2 separate regions of the Callithrix jacchus genome follow, and region 2 is linked to region 1. The links are chromatin contacts, called in public Hi-C maps. All regions are on one chromosome and are shown on one strand. Each heading gives the region's core, a stretch centred on a gene start, on an enhancer-like site or on the middle of the called end of the contact. The rest is flanking DNA. Distances are from core to core; before and after follow the strand shown. Region 1 has its middle 220 kb from the start of TEX36. Region 2 has its middle 52 kb from the start of TEX36.

Region 1 (4,501 bases), core at 1,236-3,735:
TGGCTCTGAAATTCTTGCTTGTGCACATGGGTGGCTGGTGCACCAATCTACTGACACAGGCCATGTGGAAAGGGGACCTGGTCACGGGGAAGGGTCCTGAGTCTGAGATGCCTTGATGATACCTCATCCTTTGATTTTCTTTCTTCATGTAGTTCTGAATCTTAAGTTAGTCCAAGTAGCATTATTCACAGCAGTGGGCTGATCCACAGCAGTGGGCTGACGCACAGCAGTGGGCTGATCCACAGCAGTGGGCTGACGCACAGCAGTGGGCTGATCCACAGCAGTGGGCTGATCCACAGCAGTGGGCTGACACACAGCAGTGGGCTGATCCACAGCAGTGGGCTGCTGCAGCCAAGATTCTGGTAGCCAGGGTTGAAAAGAGAAGGCAAGAATTCCCAATGTCTAAATTGCTGCACGCTGGGTGGCAGGGGGCAGGGCTGAACTCTATGCTACTCACACACACAGGGAAGGACAGAAGGGAAGGACACACTGGGCAGGTTCCACTCCCAAGAAAGGTGCCACCCCCAAGGAAGAGGCCTGCAGCTTTGGGAGGTAAGTTTATTTGGGGCTGTTGTCAGGGAGCCAGCCTGTAGCTGAGGGTCAAGCTGTTTCTCCAGCTTTTTTATCCACAATAGAGCTGGTATTCGATCGACTTCTATCCACCTCCCACCATTCAGCACTCGTCCTGTTATGTTACTCTCCAATAACACTCACCTGCTTTTAGTTCTGGCTCACCTCTGATGGTTTCCAGCCTGAGGATGCTTTATGTTACCCCGCGTGCCCCGGGAGACTCTAGCACCGACACTCAGGCCTTCTCTGTATGACCACTCTCCTCCCCGAGGCTGGCTCGGCTTCTCACCCTCGTGCTCATACGAGAACATACACACCCTCCCTTCCAACCTCCTCCCTTCGGTCCGGCACATTCTGCATAGTCAGAGACTTCTCATATTTCTTCTCAACTTGGATGCCCTCGTACTTTTCTCTTGCCTCATACGGAGAGTTCTTTAGCTCGAGTTAACCCCTCTGCCTGGAATGTGCCCCTCCCTTCCCCGGTCTGGCTCTCCCTCCTCATCTCTGACTCGGCCTTGGCACCACTTCCTTCAAGGTCCTCTGTGACCGCCACTTCCCCTCCTCCACCCAGGGTGGTCACCTGCCTGCCTCTCACACATGGCCTTCCCGCTGCTCTTCCACGTCAGTCTCTGAGGCCCTGTTTGTGTATCTGCCACCACCGCCCACTACAAGGGGTCAGGAGAGGGTCTGCATCCCCAGTCCCTGCCCTGTGCCAGTCCCTCAGGAAACAAGCAATACGTGTGGAGAAACTGAAGTTCGTACTTGTTGGGGGCGCAGAAACAAAATATGTGCATTTTAATGGAATTGCTTCTCCTCCCATTGATGCTGGAGAAGGCATTTCCTAACTCCCAGTCACCCAGTGTGTCCAGCGCCTAAGAGGCATCAGGGGAGCAATGGCGGGATGGAGAGGAGGAATGTGGAAGAGACCAGGGCAGGAGCTGGACGGGAGCTCTGCCCAAGACAACTTCTTGAAATTTCCAGGAGACTCAGCCAAGCAAAAAGCAGAAACAAGAAAACGGGGAAAGGATGGCTACTTGTAAGTAGTATGCTAACAAAAATATTTACCAGAAACATTTGTACTTTCAAAGCAGTAAGCTTTATGCAAGCACGATGTCATTTCATCCTCAGGACAACTCTGTGAGATATGGAAGCTTTTATTATCCCCCTTGTACAGATGAGGCACAGAGAGGTTAAGTAACTTACCCATGGTTACACAGCTAGGAAGTAGGAGAGGTGGATTCAAACCCAGGCTGCCTGGCACAAGAGCCTGCACTCCAGTACTTTAAGAAAGGCAGCAGCTAAGTCAAGTTTTAAATGGGAAAAGGCTTCCCTCTGAGACGGGGAGCCCCGTGTTATTAATATCAGATTATAATAACGCACTGAGCTTTCATTAGAAAGGCTGACGTGGTTCCCAAAAAATGTAAGCAAAGGCAGGCAGATCGCAGATTGCCTTTCCTGGAGAAAGGCTGAAGGGTACAGAAAAGGTGAAAGCGAAGTCCAGCACTTGGTGAGCCGGGACAGGGGACCGGAGTGGGTTTAGGCAGGACAGGGCGCATGTTTTTCCGTATGAGGCAAGAGAAAAGTACAAGGGCATCCAAGTCGAGAAGAAATGTGAGAAGTCTCTGACTACGAAGAATGTGCTGGACCGAAGGGAGGAGGTTGGAAAGGAGGGTGTCCACGTTCCAGTGTGGGCACGAGGGTGAGAAGCCCAGCCAGCCTCAGGGAGGAGAGTGGTCATACGGAGAAGGCCTGAGCATAGGTGCTGGAGTCTCCCGGGGCCCGCGGGGTAACATAAGCATCCTCTGTTCTGATCCTCTGGCCTGCCTCCATTCATGTGTGACTTTAGCCGCCAGCCAGGTTCTGGGCCCAGTGACACGGCAGTGACAAGGCAGAGAAGGCAAGGTCCTGCCCAGGTGGACCACAGAGTCCAGACCCTGAATAACGTCCACATGTGGTCAGCGGCACGGTGCATTAGCATGGCAGTTACTGCAGTGAGTTAGACACTGTAGAGACCCTATGTGTTACAGACCAGGAAACACCAAGGTTGAGGTACCTGCCCAAGTTCACAGCTAACGACCTTCTGCAAGAGGTTGGTGTAGTGTCCAACATGGACGTCGGGGTTGGAGACAGGTTTTGAGCCACTGTGCTGAACCGCCTCCCTGTCTAGACAGTGGCAGACCACCACGCTCAAACCCACCACACCATGGCTGCCAGAGACCACAGCCAAAAAAAGGCAAGAGAAAGGAAGGTTAAGAGCCAAGATGATGACAAGATCGTGAAGTGTGCCAGAGGGAGAAGAACCATCATGAAATTCACAGGTTTTCTTTGGAGTTAGATGGTTTTCATGCTATAGTATCATTAGGAAAAGAAAAGAAACAGAAACATTCTCAAATTCCCAACTTCCTACCTAGATACTTTGTGTAAAGGTTCAGTACCAGCAAAGGGAAAGTGGAAAGCGCTTGGGCAGAGGCAGGTGGAGGCCGAGAAAACAGCTTGGCTAGTGAAGGGGAGGAAAGGCCGAACCGAACCGCACTGCACGCAGTCACCGTGTATTGGTCCATCCAACAGCATTGGAACTGTGTTTAGTTCCAGGGCAGTGGCAGAAATGGAGGGCAATGTACCACGGAATGAGAGAAAACGTTCCTTTACCAAGGGTGAATAGGGACTCTGTTGTGGAGAAGGTCCCCGTTAAGGCAGACCAGACACTCTGGCAGGAGACAGGAGTGTAACTACAACCGTGACATGGGGTGGCCAGTGAATTGCCCGTTTCTCAGAAGAAAACCAGACAGATCTGAGGACTGCCTGAAAATATGGCACAGGTGAAGGGGTGTGTTTTCATTGATGCACATGCAAATTATGCAATTAACTGAGAAACTGCAAGAGTCAATAAAGTGAAGGGTGAAAAGAAACCTAGTCACAACCAGGGTGTGACCATGCCGTGCAGTGGGGGACAACACAACATGACATGATGCAAAAGCTGCCACCGCCCCAGTGAAACCAAACATAAAAAGAACCCTTTCTAAAAAGGTGTTACATAGGAAGTAAGGTCTGCTGAGCTCGAGCAATCCTCCCACCTCAGCCTCCAGAGTAGCTGGGACCACAGCTACTCTAGTTCACAGTTATGCTTTAAAATCAGAGTGACCACAGCTGAGCAACTCACTGGGCAAAAGCATTTGGCACCCTCCTTAGGGAAAGGAGGAGGTTACATGACCAAGGTCACACTGCCAGGAAGTGGGGAACACAAGGTGAGAGCCTGGATTCCTCGGCTCCAAAGTGAGTTTGTCAACCAGTTTTCTACCGTGCCTTTTGAGCTGGGTGATTTTGAAATTTGACATATAAAAGACAGTAGTTTCAAAGTAGCTAGGACAGGAAGAAAAGCTTGGAAGCTTTTTTTTTATTCTGGTAAAACATTCGAAACATATTTCATTTAAACCATTTTTATGTGCACCATTCAGTGGCATTAAGTACATTCACGTTATGGAACCAGCACCAGGACCCATGTTGAGAACTCTTCATCATCCCAAACAGAAACTCTGACCTGTCAGAAAAACATCCATCCCTGCCCCTCCTGCTAGTCCCTGGTAACCTCTGTTCCACTTTGCACCACTTGACATTCCCACCAGCATTGCACAAGGTTCCAGTTTCCCCACGTGCTTGCCAACCCTTGTTGTTTCCTGGGGTTGTTGTTGTTATTTTATTTCATGTTTTGAAACAGGGTTTCTCTGTCACTGAAGCCGGAGTGCAGTGGTATGATCATAGCTCACTGCAGCCTCGGCCTCCTGAGTTCAAGCCATCTTCCCACCTTAGCCTCCGGAGTAGCTGGGACTACAGGTGTGCCCCATCATGCCTGGCTAATTTTTGTATTTTCTGTAGAGACAGAGTTTCAACATGTTACCCAGGCTGGTCTCGAACTCTTGGGCTCAAGTGATCC
Region 2 (4,537 bases), core at 776-3,275, 170 kb before region 1:
TGCTGGTTCCGAGTTCCTACCTCCCCAGGAAGGCCTCCCTGATTGCCCTCCTTCTCCCCACTTCATGGCCTTTGTGTCTTCTGCATCACGACTTTAATGCCTGGGAAAATTCTCTGGCTTGACATCAGCCTTATGCACTTGACTGTGAGCTCTCCAGGGGAAGGAAAGTTCTTTTCTTCATTCTGTCTTCACTCTTGCATGGAGCAGGCACTTTCTGTCTGTCAGGTAAGGAGTAAATGAATGAATGCACAGACCAAGAAAGGCGTGAAAGTGCTCTGTACACAGCACAATACCACAGCAGGCACATGAACGTTAATGACTGTTCTGTCGACTCTGGCCAGTCTCAATGCCTGGCCCAGGACATAGGGGGCACTCAGCACCCTCTGTGGAAAGTGAAGGCAGGAAGGCTGAATGGGGAACCGATTGTTGCAGGTTGGGCCCCAGGAAGCGGAGTCTGAGGTGAAGTTCAGTATGCAGGGTGTTCGCCTGGGTGGGCTGGTGGGACCTAACCTGTGGAAGGGAGCGAGACTGGGCAGCGGCAGAAGTGGGGCTTTTTGGCTGACCCCAGGGGTGCTCTGAGCTAGAATGGCCCTTCAGAGTTGTCCTGAGTTGGGCTAAGACGGCGAAGCTTGGCTAAGAACCTTTATCCTCTGGACTGATCTATGATGTGGCTCATCCAGGAAGGGGTGTAACCTTGGGTGAGGTGGAGGCGGCTCTCTGCAGCTGTGGTCCCTGAAGGTGTCTATGAGAACATGTGATGGGTAATGCCTCCTTCATGGAAGGTGGGGGGCTGGACAGCACACCTCGGTGTCCACTGCACCATCTCCGACAGAACCCTTGACCGGAGGGAGCATGCCCAGAGCTGAGGAAATCCTTCACCCGTGGCAGAGGCGGCATCAGTTGGAGGAACACACCTGGTGGATACATCGGAAGTCTTTGCCTTGAAAGTGGCCCTGTACTGGGTCAGGTGCCAAGACCAAAGCGTCCGGGGCTGGGCCTCTGTGGTGGGCGATGTTCTGTTTCTTGCTCTGTGTGTGAGGGTTGCGTCTCGTTGAATACATATGACCTATTTACACTTCTCCATCTACGTTATGTTAATTACATCTCAGTAAAGTTGTTAAAATTAGTTTAAAAATTTATAACAACTGTTTCATGTTCCCCCTTCCAGGCTGCCTCTTATTTCTCCTTTTGAAAGAGAACAAGTCGCTGGGGTTTTACTGCACATGATTCTGCCAAGCCCCGGATGGAAACATTTTTAAGCTAAACTGTGAACTGACCCAGAACATCAAAATAAGCTTTGGGTCAAACCTGACCTTTACTTTCACTTTGGGGAAGTCTCCATCCTCTCCTCAAACCCTTTCATGGCCTCCCATGTCACACATGCAAAGTGAAACATCTGGATTTGGTGGGGGAGCTAAACTATTTTCAGTTTCACCAAAGTTTAATTGAACATCTACTGTGTGCTGGGCCTGGCATTTGGCTCTGAGCTTAAACCCAGGGCTGAAAAACGCAGTCCTGCCCAGGAGAGGCATGTGTCTGGTGGGAGATTAGGATGTACACATACCGACTGTGTGTCCTGTGAAAAGCTGAGCAATGGCTGAGCCAGGTGCCACCTGCGGTACTGGGGAGGTACAGGGGTCAGCATGGGCTTTCTGGAAGAGGTGTCGTCCTTGCCAGATCTGGAGAGATTGCAATCTAAATTGTCTGGCACGTCTCCTGGAAACTTTGTTTTGCCTGTGTTTGTTCTCCAGAGGCCAAGGTGACCTTGGCCACCTCTGCAGTTAAGGCTCCTGTGCTGACGGCTCTTGCCTTTGTACCTCTCTGCCTCCGTTTGTGTCCCATCCTTAGCTCTCTATGCAAGAAGGTGGCTTGCTCTTAGATCGCTGTACTTGCTGTGGAAAGGACAGTCACTTTGTCTGGGACCTTCCCCGGAGCCTCCTCTCACAAAGCCCTCTGTGCTGTTTCCCTAAGTGCGCTGGACAACGCTCCCTGAAAATTCATATGGTTTCTGTTTCTGCCGCTGCTTTCAGGCCTTTTTTTTTTCTGCAGAACTATGCACCTCGTATTTGGCCATCCTGAGAAGGGTATTCCCCACATCCAGTGAAGATGAGCTCACCGGAAGAAGCTTGGTGGGGAGTGTATGGAGTCCTTGGGGACTGCATGGCGTCTCTGACTGGCTGTGACCAGCTCCACCAGTCATGACCTATTGCAACTCTTCCTCGGGCTTCTCTGATCTGTTTTGCAGGACAGGCTGAGAGTCAAATCCTTTGGTTTGGTTCAGAGCCCAAACAGGCTCAGGACTGGAGGACACGAGGCTGCCTGCCCCTGAGTTTCCCCACTTTGTTCTCTGGTCATCGACTGCCTCCAACACTCACCTGTGCTGAGCCACACCTGCCCCCAGCTCAGGGAAGGGAGAATCCTGACAAAATACATGAGCACTGACATCTGTCACCATCATTTGGGAATTTCTTAGAGGGACAGTGAATGGCAGGGAGGTCTTAGGAAGAGATAGAGAGATTCAGCAAGCAGAATGTGCTTACTTCCACAAACACTAAAATTCACCTGCGTTTCTGAGCCTGTAACAATTCACAACCGGGAGAAGGGATTCGGGACTACAGAGTTTGTCCAGCTTAAAATCAAAAAGTTACTGCAGATAAATCCAAAAACAGAGACATAGAGAATTAATGATACCAAGAGGGGAAAAAATCAGCATCTTAGAAAAACTTCCGGCCGGTCCACACGGGTTAATCCTACCAACCCTCACATGTGTCCATTCTGAGGTGAGGATAACATGACCCCTGTTCATATGTCCCTCTTTCCAGAGCCAAAGCAAAGAGGCGACTGATTATTTATGGATTCAAACTGCATAGACAGCCATTCAAAATAATTTATATCCAATCCTTTCTTTAATGTGTTATTAAATCCCTGGGTACATATTTGCTGATACAACATCACAGAGAGAATTTGAAGAGCCAGAATGAACATGAAATGCCTTTCTCACGCTTACAGAGTCACTTCAGACCCGCCCGTCAGTCCCCCTACAGGGCCTCATACCTTCCTGTCTCGGGGCTGGGCAGGGTTTGGTTGATCAGAGACTGACAGGAGCCTTTCCTTGCATTTTGAAACCAGCCAATCTAGGAGATATTTTCAAGTCAGTTTCATGTTATAGATATTACTAACAAGTCATGAGCTAATGCAAAAAGGGAAATCTCTCCCAGTATTGCTGTGCTAAACACAATGGTGGCGTGATGGTTAATATGAGGTGTCCATTTGATTGGACTGAAGGATGCCTAGATGGCTACTAAACTATTGTTTCTGGGTGTGTCTGGGAGGGTGTTCCCAGAGGAGACTGACATTTGAGAGGAAGGGTGGGCAGCTGCCAGTGCAGCGGTGGGTTCATCAGCTGCCAGTGCAACCCATCAGCTGCCAGTGCAGCGGTGGGTTCATGCTCGTGGAATTCACTAGTCTTATCATGTTCTGCATCATCCTGAAGCAGCTGGATTGACAGAATGGTGGAATGGCCTTTTGAAGTCAAATTACAACACAGACTAGATGTCAATAGTTTGCAGGGCTGGAGCAAAGGTCTCTAGGAGGCTGTGTATGCTCTGAATCAGCGTCCAATAGATGGTACTCTTTCTCTCATAGCCAGGATTCATGGGTCCAGGAATCAAGGGGTGAAAGTGGAAGTGGCACCACCCGCCATAATCCCTAGTGATCCACTAGCAAAATTGTTACTTCCTGTTACTGTGACATTATGTTCTGCAGGCCTAGAGGTCTTAGTTCCAGAGGGAAACGCTGCCACCAGGACACACAACAATGATTCAATTGAACTGGAAGTTAAGATGCCACCTGGCCACTTTGGGCTCCTCCTGCCTCAAAGTCAACAGGTTAAGAAGGGAGTTACAGTGTTGGCTGGGATGACTGACCCAGACTATTAAGATGAAATCAGACTGCTACCCCACAATGAAGGTAAGGAAGAGTATGTGTGGAATACACGAGATCCCTCTCAGTATTACCATGCCCTGTGATTAAGGTCAGTGGATCTACGGCCATACCACCCTGAACACAGCCCATCTTGTCTGATCGGAAGCTAAGGTCAATGGGAAACTACAATCCAATGCAGGCAGGAACAAATGACCCAGACTTTCAGGAATGAAAGTCTGGGTCACTCTACCAGGTGAAAGACCATGACCACCCAAGGTGCTTGCTGAAGACAAAGGGAGTACGGAACGGGTAGAAGGTGGTCATCAATAACAGGTATGACCACGTGACCAGTTGTAGAAATGAGGACTGTGACTGTCATGAGTACTTCCACCTTATTTTGTTAAGAATATGTTTGTGTGGCCGGGTGCCGTGGCTCATGCCTGTAAACCCAGCACTTTGGGAGGCCGAGGTGGGCAGATCACAAGGTCAGGAGTTTGAGACCAGCCAACATGGCAAAACCCTGTCTCTACTAAAAATACAAAAATTAGTGGGGCGTGGTGGTGCGTTCCTGTAGTCCCAGCTACTTGGGAGGCTGAGGCAGGAGAACTGCTTG

Evidence for each region. Hi-C and Micro-C count contacts between places; a contact is called where the count stands out from the background.
Region 2: a Hi-C map of skeletal muscle shows a contact between it and region 1, with 3 times the contacts expected there. The contact joins two enhancer-like sites. A contact is called at or near these places in 2 of 3 Hi-C or Micro-C datasets (both in skeletal muscle).

What each region holds. Positions count from the first base shown.
Region 1 is chr12:118,772,420-118,776,920 of calJac240_pri, reverse strand. No RefSeq gene overlaps it. Among named protein-coding and RNA genes, the nearest start is that of TEX36, 220 kb to the left of the region's middle. Within about 2 kb of position 2,485, at least 1 of the 16 cell types and tissues checked has an H3K27ac peak or open chromatin away from gene starts, as enhancers often do. A contact at or near this core is called in skeletal muscle, where this site is marked.
Region 2 is chr12:118,944,674-118,949,210 of calJac240_pri, reverse strand. No RefSeq gene overlaps it. Among named protein-coding and RNA genes, the nearest start is that of TEX36, 52 kb to the left of the region's middle. Within about 2 kb of position 2,025, at least 1 of the 16 cell types and tissues checked has an H3K27ac peak or open chromatin away from gene starts, as enhancers often do. A contact at or near this core is called in skeletal muscle, where this site is marked.